Regions from separate parts of the Mus musculus genome. Here all the other regions are linked to region 3. A link is a contact called in public HiCAR-type and promoter capture Hi-C data. All regions are on one chromosome and are shown on one strand. The core of a region is the stretch at or near the end of the contact, and the rest is flanking DNA. Distances in the headings are between cores, read along the strand shown.

Region 1 (4,525 bases), core at 889-3,388, 1.1 Mb after region 3:
AATTATATGTTAATGAATAATATTCTCAATAATGGTTATTATTACTTATTAAAGATTACTTTTAGAGCACCTAATAACATTTAAAGTGTAATTGTAAACTTATTAAAGATTACTTTTAGAGCACCTAATAACATTTAAAGTGTAATTGTAAACTTTTCCCAGTGTAGGAAATATATATGATGCAGTAACCAAGAAAAAAGGAAGCATCCAAGTTGATGTGACAACTGCCCTAAATTTAGATTATTATGGCTGGGATATTGACACACAGACCAGCAACTGAACTCAGCAACTAGTAAGTTAGGGATGCTTGTTAAGTTAGCTCTTTTTGTTTGTCTACAGATTTGTTCCTTGTAGACGACCTACATATTTCCTGAATTTAATTTTTTTTCCTTGCCTGATCTGGGTCACTAACTTCTCATCTGTTCCTTTCCTTGTTAGAGATGATGATAGGCAAGGCTACTTGAATACAAGAGAGAGGTGGGGTAAGTAACCACGCTTTTCTTCTAGCAACATTAAGAAATTGTCTGCGAAATGAATGTGGTATGTGGTGACACTGGTCACTTGTCAGGAAAGGATTTCTTTCTCCTTCTATCCCAGGCTTTGGCCTCAAAGTTCAGCAGATCTTGAAGTACATATGTATTTTTCAGAGAAGGATAATACCTTAGAAAACTGGCTCACAATGCTCATACTCGCAAGGGACAGATTTGCAACAGGACGCCAATTTAATAATTTATAGTACAGAAAAGAACTGCCAAATGGACTGAGATGTGTGTTGGCCTGTCAGCTTAGTCTCTTTTCAGTAAGGATGCCAAATCAAAAAACGAAATTAACAACAGATTGGAGCTGGATAAATCTATGCAATCCGAATTAAGAAGAGGACTGCAAGGTCAAGCTTGTTTCATTACATAGTTCAGCCAGGAAGAATACCCTATTTTGTTGCCAATCCTCACAAGTCATGGTCCTATCATCAATCAGCCCAGACTCTTAGTTTCTAATGCTAAAATCATTTCTTTTCCATCCCTCAACGCCCCTGTGACTTTTTATTGGACATCCCTGAGTGCTGGGCCTAGCTCCACCTAGATCTCTAACGGTTCTGCTTTTCTAAGATGCATTCGTTGCAAAATGAGCTGTTGCAGTTCCAGGTTGCCCTCCTACAAAAACGTGGTCTACTATTTCCTTCTTTCACCAGTCTTATCTGTGAATCAAAATGCTACTCTTTGACCTAACCCACAAGTATTTATGTTTTTCTTCCTTACTATGGTTATTACCCAGAAAGTTTGTTGCAGCTGCAGGCTGCAAAGTCTAAGTGTGGTTCTTTCACATGCCTGTAGAGGTTTGTACTACTTTGTAAGTAAGCCTTGTTTCTGAGATTTTTTTCTGAAACTTAGCTGAAAGTGTTGTTTCTATGTGTGTAGTATTTACTTGCGTATTTCTGACAATTCCATAGACATTGTGAAGAATCATTGTGAAGACTCCTATTACACTAGAGGCAGATCTGTGATCAATCACACTTTTCTTTTACTTACATGTACATTCCTTGAGAATTCATTTATTCACCCACTTGCACACTTTTCACTTAAACATTTGTGAAAATACTTTATGTACAGTACAAAAATAATCTAGACATAGCCTTTGCTCTCAGTATGATGTAGTTTTCAGTATAGCAAAGGCACAATAAATAAACAAAACAAGTTAAGTACACATTAAAATGTGAATCTAGAAATGGACTGATAGAGATGAGGATGATCTAGATTGAGTGGAAAGTTTAAACTGAGAGAGTCCCATTGTTAGTTTTGATATGTATTTTGAAGTTTGCCTCCCAAAATTCAAAGAGCAGCAGCTTCCCAGGTCTTAGGTAAATTTTCTTTATATTTGGCTTAGAAGTCTTATCTTGGCCCCAAACCTACTGGATTTAGTAAGAAAAACATTCGAGTTGTGGTAGAAGGAAATAAGGTAGGTAACAGTTAAGAAGACAAGGACGTATTAGCTGTTTGTACAGCACAAACGAAATAAAGAAGAAATCACACTTGATTAACGTCATCTGCTCAAGGGACTTACCTACGTTCTGTGCAAGCAAGGTTTCTGTGGTGAGACATTAATGTGCTCTACTTCCTCTTTCAACATTATTTTTCTTTCAGTTATCAGCAGGATATGTGCTTGCTGCCCAGAGTTGTACCTTTTTACTCTCATCTCTTTGCAAATATACAAGACTCTATCCCAGCTCAGCATCAGGGTAAGTTCTAGCCCAGCACCTGTAACTTTGTGGTTCTGTTTGGGAGGATTGGTGGAGAAAGAAAGATCTGGACTGGGGCAGATGTGAAGGCCGTGTTTTGAATAAAATGGTCTTTGGTTTCCCATCTCAGGATTGTTACAGAGGGAAGAAATGTGATTGTCTTTCAGTCTAGCCAGAGTTCAAAGTGAAGTATAATGTGATCAGCTTCCACTGTTACAATAGCAGTATGAAGGATGTGATGCAACTCACTGCTTGCTAAAGGGGCTTTCTATACAGTTGACAAGGAGTAGTGGATGCCACAAAAGGTAAGTACAGTGTTGCATTTAGTCTCATTTGGAACAATTTGACATACTTAGTCAATAAAAGAGGATTTGAACTTGTGCTGTGTGTAATTTATCTAGTTACATACAAAAAATAATCTAGGTTTGAGCTCTTAATGGTAATCTTAGCTTACAGAGATACTGGGACAAATAGTATTTTTTTTTTTCTCTAGCATGAAGGAAGACAGTCTGATGATTTATTTTGGAGCTAAAAGGTCTATACAGATAAAAATTCCTTATGATACAGTCAAATTATCTGAGACAGTGAGATGAAGCCACTTAAGAACATTCAGGTAATTAGTGGCAGAATTACAGCTATGAACTGTGTCTTAAAACACATGTTCATTTTTCCTTACAGAAGACTGTGTCTTTCAGTAGTATAAAACTACCTATGACCCGTTTGATTGTCAAAGTTTGTTCAGAGGTATTCCTTGATTCATTGTTGTTCTAACTTCAATGCTTAGAGATAGCAGAGTTCAAATGTGAGACACTTATCTTTTCAGTGAATGCACTTTAGAGTGGAGCTAGCAGTAGTGAGTCAAAAACCAGCTTCTCTAGGGATTTCTTCATGGCAGACTGTGTGCTTGGATAATCCCAGAATTAGTCTACATACAATGATGCCGACTTTGCTCAGCTTCTCAAGAGAAGAGAGTCTCGATTTTTAGAATTCTTCAAGTGGGGATATTTTTGTTTTGCTTGTTTAAATAAATGCAGGGAGTCATTGTTATAGTTACTAATTAGAGAATTTATGCAAAACTAAAATACAGGGTACATGGGTAGGCGTTATGCAAATATACTTAGGGTTTCTAATTGTCTAAACTATACGGATTATCTAGGCCATAAATTTAGGACAGTTGCTTTTTATAATGTTTTTTGCTGAATCCAATTGCTTCTTTGGTCAAACACAGTTCTTTTTAGGGCCTAATTGAAAAAGTTGTTCGGTTTGAACTGTATGGACTATTAAATCCAAGTAGTGAAAGAACAAAGAACTCCAAGTGAATAAGCACAGTTTTGGGGGAAGTTTTGGGGTGGTACTTGGTGGCTGTGTTTGAGATAAATAACTTGGGGTTCTATGATGCTCTTGCCATGGTTCTAACAAAGAACACAGATATGTTTGCTGTGAAACTACAGTATGGACAATTTTCCACAATCAGGGCAATGGTTGGGTGGGGAGTTCTACAGTGTACTTTAATTAAATTATCCCAAAATTTTACTTGAAGTTCATATCAGGATTTGAAAGACATTAGTTCTTTCAAGAAACAAACAAACAAAAAATTAATGAAAGCTTGCTGTTGTAAAGAACCAATCCTGGACTTAGAACAATCTACTCATTGCATTGGTACTTTGTAACTATAGTGTATGTTGTCACCAAGAAGAATGTGGACATATATACTTTTAGCACTTTTATTAGAACAATGATTTTGCTTTTTTTTTAAAAACACATCTCTGGTTCTTTTTCTTTTTCATTTTTTCTAAGACAACTACCCCTACTATCAAGGAAAATAGAAGTAATTTTTATATACATGTTTGCTAAGTTGTGCTGGTTTCTTAATGACAAGAGCTTTAAAAGAGAAGGAGAGTTGAGAGGATGAGGAGGAGAGGATGAGGAGCCATCGAGCTTGTACTTAGGGAATGAATAGAGCTTCATTCCAGAACTGACTTTCCATCCTGAGCCCATTGCTTAATCGTTTTGGGAAATGGGATTACTTATTTTGAGTGCTAGTATCCTCAAGTTTCAATTAAATAATTCACTAATAATATCATTTGTAATTATCATTCAACAATGATTTTTGATAATTACATACACACAACTATAATGTTCTAAGTATATCTTCTCAGCAGGGTAGTGGCTGCATCAGGATCTGGCAGTGACAGTAGTGAGAGGGGTAGTGCCCATAACAGACAAGGTAAGTTAGAGCTAGAACAGAGTTAAAGACCATTGAGCTTAATTTTCTTATTTTAATAATAAAGA
Region 2 (4,133 bases), core at 1,014-3,513, 1.8 Mb before region 3:
ATTTCACTGGGATAGAGTTTCAGACACTCAGCCAGTTTTATTTGATTAGCCGGTTTTCTAGTTAATATGTAAAATGACAGTTTCTTAAGGTTTTTTTTTTGTTCCTTTCTAAAAATATTTTTTAATAAGTGTAAAATCTCCTCAGCTATGAGAACATCACTGCTGTAAATAAAATGTTTGGTCATTCTATCCATGCATAAAGATGTGCGACTCACCCCGCAAGTCCCAAATGGTCTCTTGCAGTTCAGAGGAAACCATTAGAGCACCTTTTACTCAGCAAGCAAAATATTCCAGAACTATAAGCACACTCTGCTTCTTCAATTAAAACAGTTTTTTAAATCCCAGCGCTAAAGTATTTTATAAAGATACTTAAAAAAAAGTCCTGCCAACCCCACACACTATTGTGTATTCTCAGACAAGTCTACAAAATGAAACGTTAGAAAAAGCCACACAGTTAAGTATGCTGTTGCGCCTAGAATTTAACAACATGTTGGAAGCCAAAGCCCAGAAGCAAAATATGAGACTTGGTCATTCCAAAATGCTACCAGAAGCTGGACAAAAATCTGAAGTGCTGGTGTCAAAATGGGAATGTCAACTGATTTTTTTTTTTTTTTTAACTTCAGAAAAAGACTAAAAGCCTTGCGCCCGTGGTTCGGTGTCTCACTAATGAGACAGGAGCAGTCATGCTGAAACCACTGGATTCCTCAGCTGAACAGCGCGGTCTGCACACTTTCGGGGAGCGGGGCCGCCCCACGGCCTCTGAGCCCGCAGGGCTGGATAAGATCGAGCCGCAGCAGTGTCCCTGCAGGCGCAGCAGCGACGAGCTCCAGGAGTCCCGGAGGAAAGCGTCAATCTGACGGCAAGGGAGAGCGGGAAAGGGCAGCGGGCCAATTTCCTGCAAAGGTGACAAGCCTGGGCGAGGCTCGCTCGGGCCCCTAACTTCTCGTCGGTCGCCAGCGGCGGCTGCTTGGAGCGGGTGCTGCGAGCCGCCCGTGCCACCGCGGGGTGGCCAGAGGCGCCTGGGGCGCGCGGGAGCCTCGGGCGGGGGAGGCGTCCGTACGGCGGCCAGCGGCGCCTTCGCACCTCTGCAGCTTCGGCCGGGACGCCAGCCGGCGCCCGCCGCGTGCCTACGTTTTCCCGCTCCCTCGGACGCGTGCCTCGGGCCGTGCCACTTTCCCCAGACGCCCGAGGTTCCCCCGGGGTCACCGAACCGATGGGAGGTGGCAGGCGGCTAGCGGCCGCTGCCCTGCGGCAGGCAGGCGTGTGTGAGCGGCGGCGGCAGTGGCGGCGGCTCCGGCCCGCTCCCTTCCCCTCCCCCTCCCCCGGCGGCGGCACACAGGCCTTTCCTAGATTGCAGCGCACGCTCGGCGGCGGCGGCGGCGGCAGCGGCGGCGGCAGCGGCGGGCGAGCCAGGCTCCCTCGCCCCGGCGGCCTCGCTGCCTCCCGCACACAGACAGCACCCGCACGCCATTCGCACACTCTCCCACTCACACACACTCACACGCACGCGCGCGCACACACACACACACACACACACACACACGCTCTCCCCGCCGGCATCCCTTGCTCGGCTCCTCGCTCGGCTAGCCCTCGGTTCCTCGCAGCCGCCACCCCCACCCCCAGCTGCCGCCCGCCGGCTCCAGCCGGCCCGGGGAGCCAGGGAGAAGGCCCGGGGGGGATGGGGGAGGCTGCATGGCAGCGCTCAGACTCACCTCGCAGGCCGCCTCCCGAGGCGCACGTCGCTGGTGGGTCCTTGCTGCCGGCGTCCCGAGCTGGGACGGTCGCAGTCAAGGCTGGGCTGCCGCCGCCGTCGCCGTCGCCGGAGCTGCTAGAGCTGCCGCCGCTGCTCCCGCTCACTGCCGTCTCCTCTGCCTCTGCTCCATGCGCGGGGCCCGCCAGGTGGACGCGCCTCGCTCCGCTCGCTCACTCTGGCTCCGCCGCAGCCGCCGCACTAGATGGAGGCAGAGCTGTCGGGCTCGGGCGCCGAAACTCAGAGGCTCCACAGCCGCCCGCCGGCTCCCAGGACAGCGCTCCTCTCACCGCGCCGCTCGCCCGCGCCAGCACTGCCCGGCTCGCCGGCTGCGCGCGGCGGTGCCCGGAGCCCGCTCTGCACGCGGTGGCTGCGGCTGTCCGCGAGACGGAGACGCGGAGGGCGGTTGCGACTGCCGCTAGCGCTGGGAACACTACTGCTAAACGCTGCCACTGCCGCTACTGCCACTGCTGTGGTGGTGGCGGCGGCGGTGGCTGCTGCTGCTGATGCTACTGGTTTTCCTTCCCGGGTTCTCCCCCCCTGCCTCGGCCCCCTCCTCCCCCCTTTCTCCTCCTCCTCCTCTTCCTCCTCCTCCTCCCCCTTCTCCTCCCTGGGCTGCTTGGCTCAGAGCCTCTGCGGGCTCTGCCTGCTCTCTTCTGCTTCCAGAGCTGCCTCTGCCCATTCAGAAAGGTGCCCAGAGTGGGGCTGCCTCGGCTGCCACCATCGCTATTGCCCCTGCCATTGTTTCCTCCAACACAGCAGTTCTTGTTGGACGCGTTCCCCTCCCTATCCTCCTTCCCCACCACAGCCCTCCCTATCTTGCTCTCTCTTTCCTTACCCTCTCTGCGGTCCCTTCCTCGTGTGTGCCCCCTCCCACCCTGTCTGTCTGTCTGTCCCTCCCGGCGGTCCCCTCAGACGTCCGGGAGCGCGCACTGCGCGGCCACCTGTCATAAAGGGCGCGCACCCCCCTTCCCCACCCCCACCCCGCCCCCCACTCACATTCTCGCAGCCCGCCCAGTCCACGGCGCTGCTGGCTTGTTCTTCCCCTAGCAGACACGCAGCCGGACACCACTCTCCCACGCCTTTGAAGGCAGTTATGTGTTCAGAGAGGGGCGCTCTGAAGTTTCAGGAAGAATATCTGAATGGCTCCATGTATTAAGCCTCTATCCATCCAACCTACCCTTAACTTCAGGCCCCAAGCCCCGGGAAGGTGGATTGTGCTGGAAGGGTTGTAACAAGGCAGAGAATTGGAAAGGGATGAGTTTTTTTAGGAAGTGAAGGAGAGAAAAAGGGATTCTGAATATGGCCGGGAAGGAAATGGGATCTGACTGCTGTCACAGGAAAATTCCTTAGGTGGTCATTTCCCTTTTGACGCCCTGGGAATCAACAGTACAGGAATGGAAAGCGACCCACCGGGGAACACGTAGTATTCAATGAAGCCCAGGGTGTAGGGTTGGGGCCTGAGAGCCACGGTCAGTGCCACTAGAAACCAGGGAGAACGATTAAGTGTTGACGCTAGAGCGGAGAGAATAAAGCTAGCTACTTTGTGTGCACTTGCTCCAGCAAGTCCTTGCCACAACCCAGCTTCCCAGTCATGGAGAGCTCAATTTCAGATTTCTCTGTTTCCACCCTACAGCCTCATTTTCTAAGGTCAGACTTCGAGATCTGCAGTGTGTAAGTCCTCTAACCCTTCCCAGGGCCTCTAGCCTGTCACCTAACCCCTCCCCAGAAACAGCACAGACATGGATAATGTGTATGGGTCAGGAGGGTAGGGGGAGAGATTTTTCAAGGCAAAGTAAAAGATACAGGGGTCGGGTTTAAGTTAAAGGAACGCAGTCCTGACTCTTTCATCCTCTTGCCATGGAGTGTCTGTGTGGGGTGGGGGCAGGTTTTTAAAACTTACACTCACCTAGGGGACACACTTCTGGGTGTGTTTTCAGGGAGGTTTAGCTAAAGGCCACCTACCATTTCACCTTCTTGGAATACTCCTTGTCAGTCCCCTCTTATATTACAGAAACTCATCCTTCAATAATGGCTCATTTCTCAAAGAATCCAAACTTCCTGAGTGTTTACCTGTGTGACAACCACTATGGTGAGCAACCTACACCAATTCTTTTGTTTAATCCTCATAATAAACACATTTTTATTACTTCCATTTTACAGGTTAGAATATTGAACCCTGACAAAATATGCACATCTTGAAAAGAGGAATAGTGCTTTATGTACCTTGCTTACTGTGCAAGTACACTTGCCTCTTTTAGGCCAATGAGATAAATAAAAAATAAAATAAAATTTGACATCCACCCTCAAGTGCAGAAACAAATGTCAAGCATATAAAAATGCCACCATGTATGGCTGGATTTCAATTGCCAGAATGAATTGC
Region 3 (4,560 bases), core at 1,130-3,629:
CACACACACACACACACACACACACACACACACATACATGCAGGCACACAGGCAGGCACAAATAAAAATAGCATATCGAAAGATGGTTTTGCCAGTTAAGAACAATAGTTGATTTTGCAGGGTACCAGGTTATATTCCAGGGGACCTCTTCTGACCTCCAAAAGACACCATCTACACACATGGTGCACATCTATTCATTCAGGTAAACAATATATCGAAAATATTGTTTCAATTACTTAAAAATAAAAGCAAAGCTTTAAAAAGGATGACAAAAAACAAAACAGAGAGACTTAAAAGTGTCCTGGAATAGTGTGGCAGACAGACACCTGTAATTCTAGACTATGAGGCAGGAGGACAAACTCAAAAGACAAGCAAAACTTTGCCCTGTGATCCTGTCACCCCGAAGGAGTTCAAGGTCAGCCTGGAATATGTACAAAAACTTGTTTCAAGTGTAAAAAGTAAGTCATGACTGTACACATTTAGACAACATGAATATATAGGGCAAAATATGAAAGCATTTCCCTTACCAACATTACTAAAAGCCTAGAGATAGCAGCTCTTAAGGGACTGTTATGTGTCTGTTAGAGTTTTGAATTTTTCCTATACATATACATACACTTACAAATATGGCTTAAAAACAGGACTTTAAGGGTAGAAAAACCAATGTATTGCTCTGCATATTGCTGTCTACAAAGAATGGCTTGGGATTCTCCCCAAAAGCCACAGCAGGCACCAGAAAGCTCATGCCAAGAGCTTCTTTTTCTTCTTTGCACAAAGTCCAGGATTGGTTCCTAGTTCTCAATTGGCAGATCACAACTGTCCTCAAACTACAGTTCTAGGGGATTCTACACCTTCTTTGGCCCTCCATGACGGCAGTGAGCACACACGCATGCAGCAAACACTCCAAAACAGAAAGGCTCTATCAATTTCTTCACCCAGCCAAAAGGCTGCTCACTGGATTATATCTTTAATATTTGTACATTTTTATTTTCCTCTTTGCCAACTTCCCTAATATAATGTTTTCCTTTGCTAGCTCTTCAGTGTTATTGTTTTCAAATAGGGTCTCGTGTAGCCCAGGCTAGCTCTAATTCACTTATTGGCCAAGGATGACCTTGAATTCCTGAACCTCTTTCACTACAGTGTTCTGAATACAGGCATGCCCACCATATGAGGCTTTGCTTAGTTTTTAATCTTATGAAATAATTCAAATACTCAGATAGATACAGAAATTAGTTTATTTATATAACTTAATAGCTGCAATGTTTAACTGGTATTTCAAAAATGTCCTTATAGGTTTTGTGTACTAAAGAATGCACTGGAAATGGCATTAGAGTTAATGGCTTTAGTCTACTTTAAATACAGTAATTAACTGTGTAAAACTAGGGCTGCTCTTCCTTATAAAATTAGAGGGTATAAATAATTATCACCAGTTTTTTAAAGCTCTATGAGTATATGGTTCTAAGTCACAAATGTTCAGAAACACGGGGCTAAAATCCATATGTTCAGACTGCTAAACATCAAGCTAAAAAAAAAAAAAAAAAAAAAAAAAAAGCTGGGCCGTCCCAGCTCACACCTGTAACCTCAGCACTTGAAAGGCAAAGGATTGTCATGAGGTCAAGGCCAGAATGGGCTATAGGGGGGAGAATGCTTCAAATGAAACAGAACAAAAAAATAAACAGAAAGGAATACGAATATTGTATGTTTTCTACATCTCAAAGACTGCCTGTTCCATAAATTGGGGGGGGGGGGCTTAGTTTGCTCTTTCGTGATTGGTGTCCGTCACCAAATACAGACGTTTTACACATTCTGAACGCTTGAACACGGGCATGAAACTGGCATCATCTCACTCATCTAATTTTTCCACTCCTGGGTTGACATGACAGACACATGTCCGAGAGAGCTACATATGGTCGGCAGCAGAAGCTTGCATTATTATATCCTCTGGGTAGCAAAACGAGCTCCTCAGCCCAACACCCAAAGCGGTCCAAACTCCAGGAGTGTCACTACTTGTAGCTGCACGTTCCCCAGCTGCTGGAAGCGAGGTGGTCACCTACTCCAGCCTGCTTTTGAATGTGAAACCCTACAATACAAGAAGTTGCAGCTCCCGCTTTTGTGAAGCCAACTTCCTCCCAACCGCGGACTCCAAGTCACGCCCAGCACAGATCCCTGGGAAGGGGCGAGCGGACCCTTTCTAGCCCCAAGTCGAGAAAGTCCCTGCCGCTGGCAGGCGCCGCCTCACCTCCTTCTTTCTTTGGGCAGAGGCCGAAGGAACCTTGGAAACGAGCAGCAGTGCCACCGCTGCGATCGCACACACAGACCAGAACCACCTTGGCGAGGCCATGTTCACGCTTCTCTCTTGGCGGCGGGGCGAAACTTTCTTCCAGCACGGTCCGAGGGTGGGGCGTGAGAACGGGCGAACCGAGCCCTTGCCGCTCCCCATTGGCTCGGCTCAGCCCTGCCGCTCGACCCCTCACGTGACCTCACGCTCAGCAGACGCCCGCTTTTAAAAAAAAAAAAAAAGTTCTTTTCCGATTGGTTCCCGGGAGCCAATCGGAAAAGGATAATCTGGAGGTTTCTTATTGGTCCGCTGAAAAGGCTGCACCCTTTTCCTACGTGTAAAGACATCGCGCTCAGCGAACTTTTAGTACACATGCGCAGGTTTGAAATGGCGCTGAGGTTTTTTTTTGTTGGTTTTTTTTTTTTTTGAGGCACAAAATGGCTTGTACGTTTAAAAATGGAATCATCATCTAGAAAGCGTTCCTTCCTTTAGAACTGTTTGATTTTGAGCTGGCCTAAGTAACAAAAGCCTCTAATCCACGCATTTTGAATGTGAAAGCAAGAGCATCAATTGTTCAAGGTCATCTTTGGCTCCATTGTCCGGATCCCAGGCCACCTGATTAATGTAAGATTGTCTCAAACATAAAGGAGCCCTCGTGATTTCTCCCAGCCAAACTCCCAGGTTTGGGAGGTGGAAGTGGAGGCAGGACGATTAGGAATTCAACAATTCAAGGAACCTTCAGAGTTCCATTCTAGCCAAGTCCAAGGGAACTACGTGGTCTAAAGCAGAAGCTTGCATTATACCCTCTGGTAAGCAAAATTAATTTCTCAGCCCAAACCTCAGCGCTGACAACACCCAAAACATCCAAATATCTTACATCAAAAGTGGTTTTGTTTTGTTTTGTTGAAATTTGCTCCTTTAGTATAATACTCTGGGACAGGTGCTGGAGAAATGTCTCAAGGGTTGAGAACATTTAACTGTTTTTGGGAGAAGACCCTCCCGGGACCGGCATGGTGGGTAACAGCCTAGTAGTCCCAGGAGATCTGATGCACTCTTCTGATCTTTACAGAGACCAGGCACACACCCATTGCATGTACATTCACGCTGCCACCCCCCCACACCAATCTTTTTTTCAAGCACATACTATTCTTGAAGATGGCTTAAGTACTGTTCCTATGACTGCAACTCCTGATGAAGTTGCTTTGGTCAGGGTGTTATAACATGGCAACAGTAACCCTAAGACATTGGGGAAATATAGATCAGTTGATAGGACATTTAACTGTTATTTGTAAACACATAGGTTTAATCCTCAATATTTCCTCAGTATACACACAAGCGCGTGCACACACACACACACATTATAATTTGGATTTATTTATTTATTTATTTTGCAGCACAGGGCACAGTAAAGGATTGAGTAAAGGACCCCACACAAGCTGGGCAAGCATTTTATCACAACTACATCCAAAGCCCAAGGTGCATTTATTTTGAATGTGTGGAACATACTATGTGATTATTCTTTTAGGTCCTGCTAGAAAGCAAAAACCCCACAGAATTATAATAATTCCACTATTTGGAGAGTTAAGGAGATGATTGTTGAAAGGAAAGTAACTGCTTTAAAAGAGGGACGGGCTGGAAAAATGGCTCAGTGGTTGAGAGCAGGCCCAAAAGATCCTGAGTTCAATTTCTGGCCACCACATGGTGGCTTATAGCCTTCTATAATGAGATCTGGTGCCCTCTTCTGGCCTGCAGGAATAATGCAGGCAGAATGCTGTATAAGTAATAAATAAATCTTTAAAAAAAAAGAAAGGAAAGTAATTGGTCTCCACATAAAGAGATATGAAATAAAATGAGCCTGGCGGTGCATACCTGTAATCTCAGTATTCAGGAGATAGAGGCAGGAGGATATCAGGGATTAATGCCAGTCTAGGCTGCATAGGGAGTTCCTCCTTGAGCTACAAGAGACCCTGTCTCAAACAAAACAAAGCAAAACAAGACAAAACAAAACAAAATAAACAAAAAGACAGATGAGAAGAGAGCAGAAGAGAGACAGACAGAGAGAGACACACAGAGAAAGCAATAGCCACATGTGGTGGCATACTCCTGTAATCCCTGCACTTGGGAGACTAGAGTGGGAAAATCCCAACTTTGAGGCCCACATAGGTTACATGGCGAGTCCCTGTTTCAAAGGAGAGGAGAAAGTAGGATATGAAAAAATTAAGCTGGGCCTCATAGGTCAGTTTAACTCCTACTTGGGAAGCTGGGGTAGGAGGATTACAAGT

The links. Promoter capture Hi-C pulls out the DNA fragments that hold promoters and counts their contacts. HiCAR-type assays count read pairs that join an accessible place to other places.
Region 1: a promoter capture Hi-C map of pre-B cells shows a contact between it and region 3. The contact joins the promoter of P2ry10 here to the promoter of Magt1 in region 3.
Region 2: a contact with region 3 is called in a HiCAR-type map of astrocytes, with 6 times the contacts expected there. The contact joins the promoter of Nexmif here to the promoter of Magt1 in region 3. A contact is called at or near these places in 2 of 39 promoter capture datasets (cranial neural crest and embryonic stem cells) and 2 of 115 datasets of contacts at active chromatin or transcription factors (astrocytes and embryonic forebrain).

What each region holds. Positions count from the first base shown.
Region 1 is chrX:107,087,195-107,091,719 of GRCm38.p6, forward strand. P2ry10 (purinergic receptor P2Y, G-protein coupled 10) reads left to right here and starts at 2,139. Exons shown (of 3, transcript NM_172435.4): 1 at 2,139-2,233; 2 at 2,364-2,538.
Region 2 is chrX:104,198,921-104,203,053 of GRCm38.p6, forward strand. Nexmif (neurite extension and migration factor) reads right to left here and starts at 2,264. Exons shown (of 5, transcript NM_001077354.3): 1 at 1,713-2,264.
Region 3 is chrX:106,009,423-106,013,982 of GRCm38.p6, forward strand. Magt1 (magnesium transporter 1) reads right to left here and starts at 2,380. Exons shown (of 10, transcript NM_001190409.2): 1 at 2,240-2,380. The coding sequence starts at 2,341.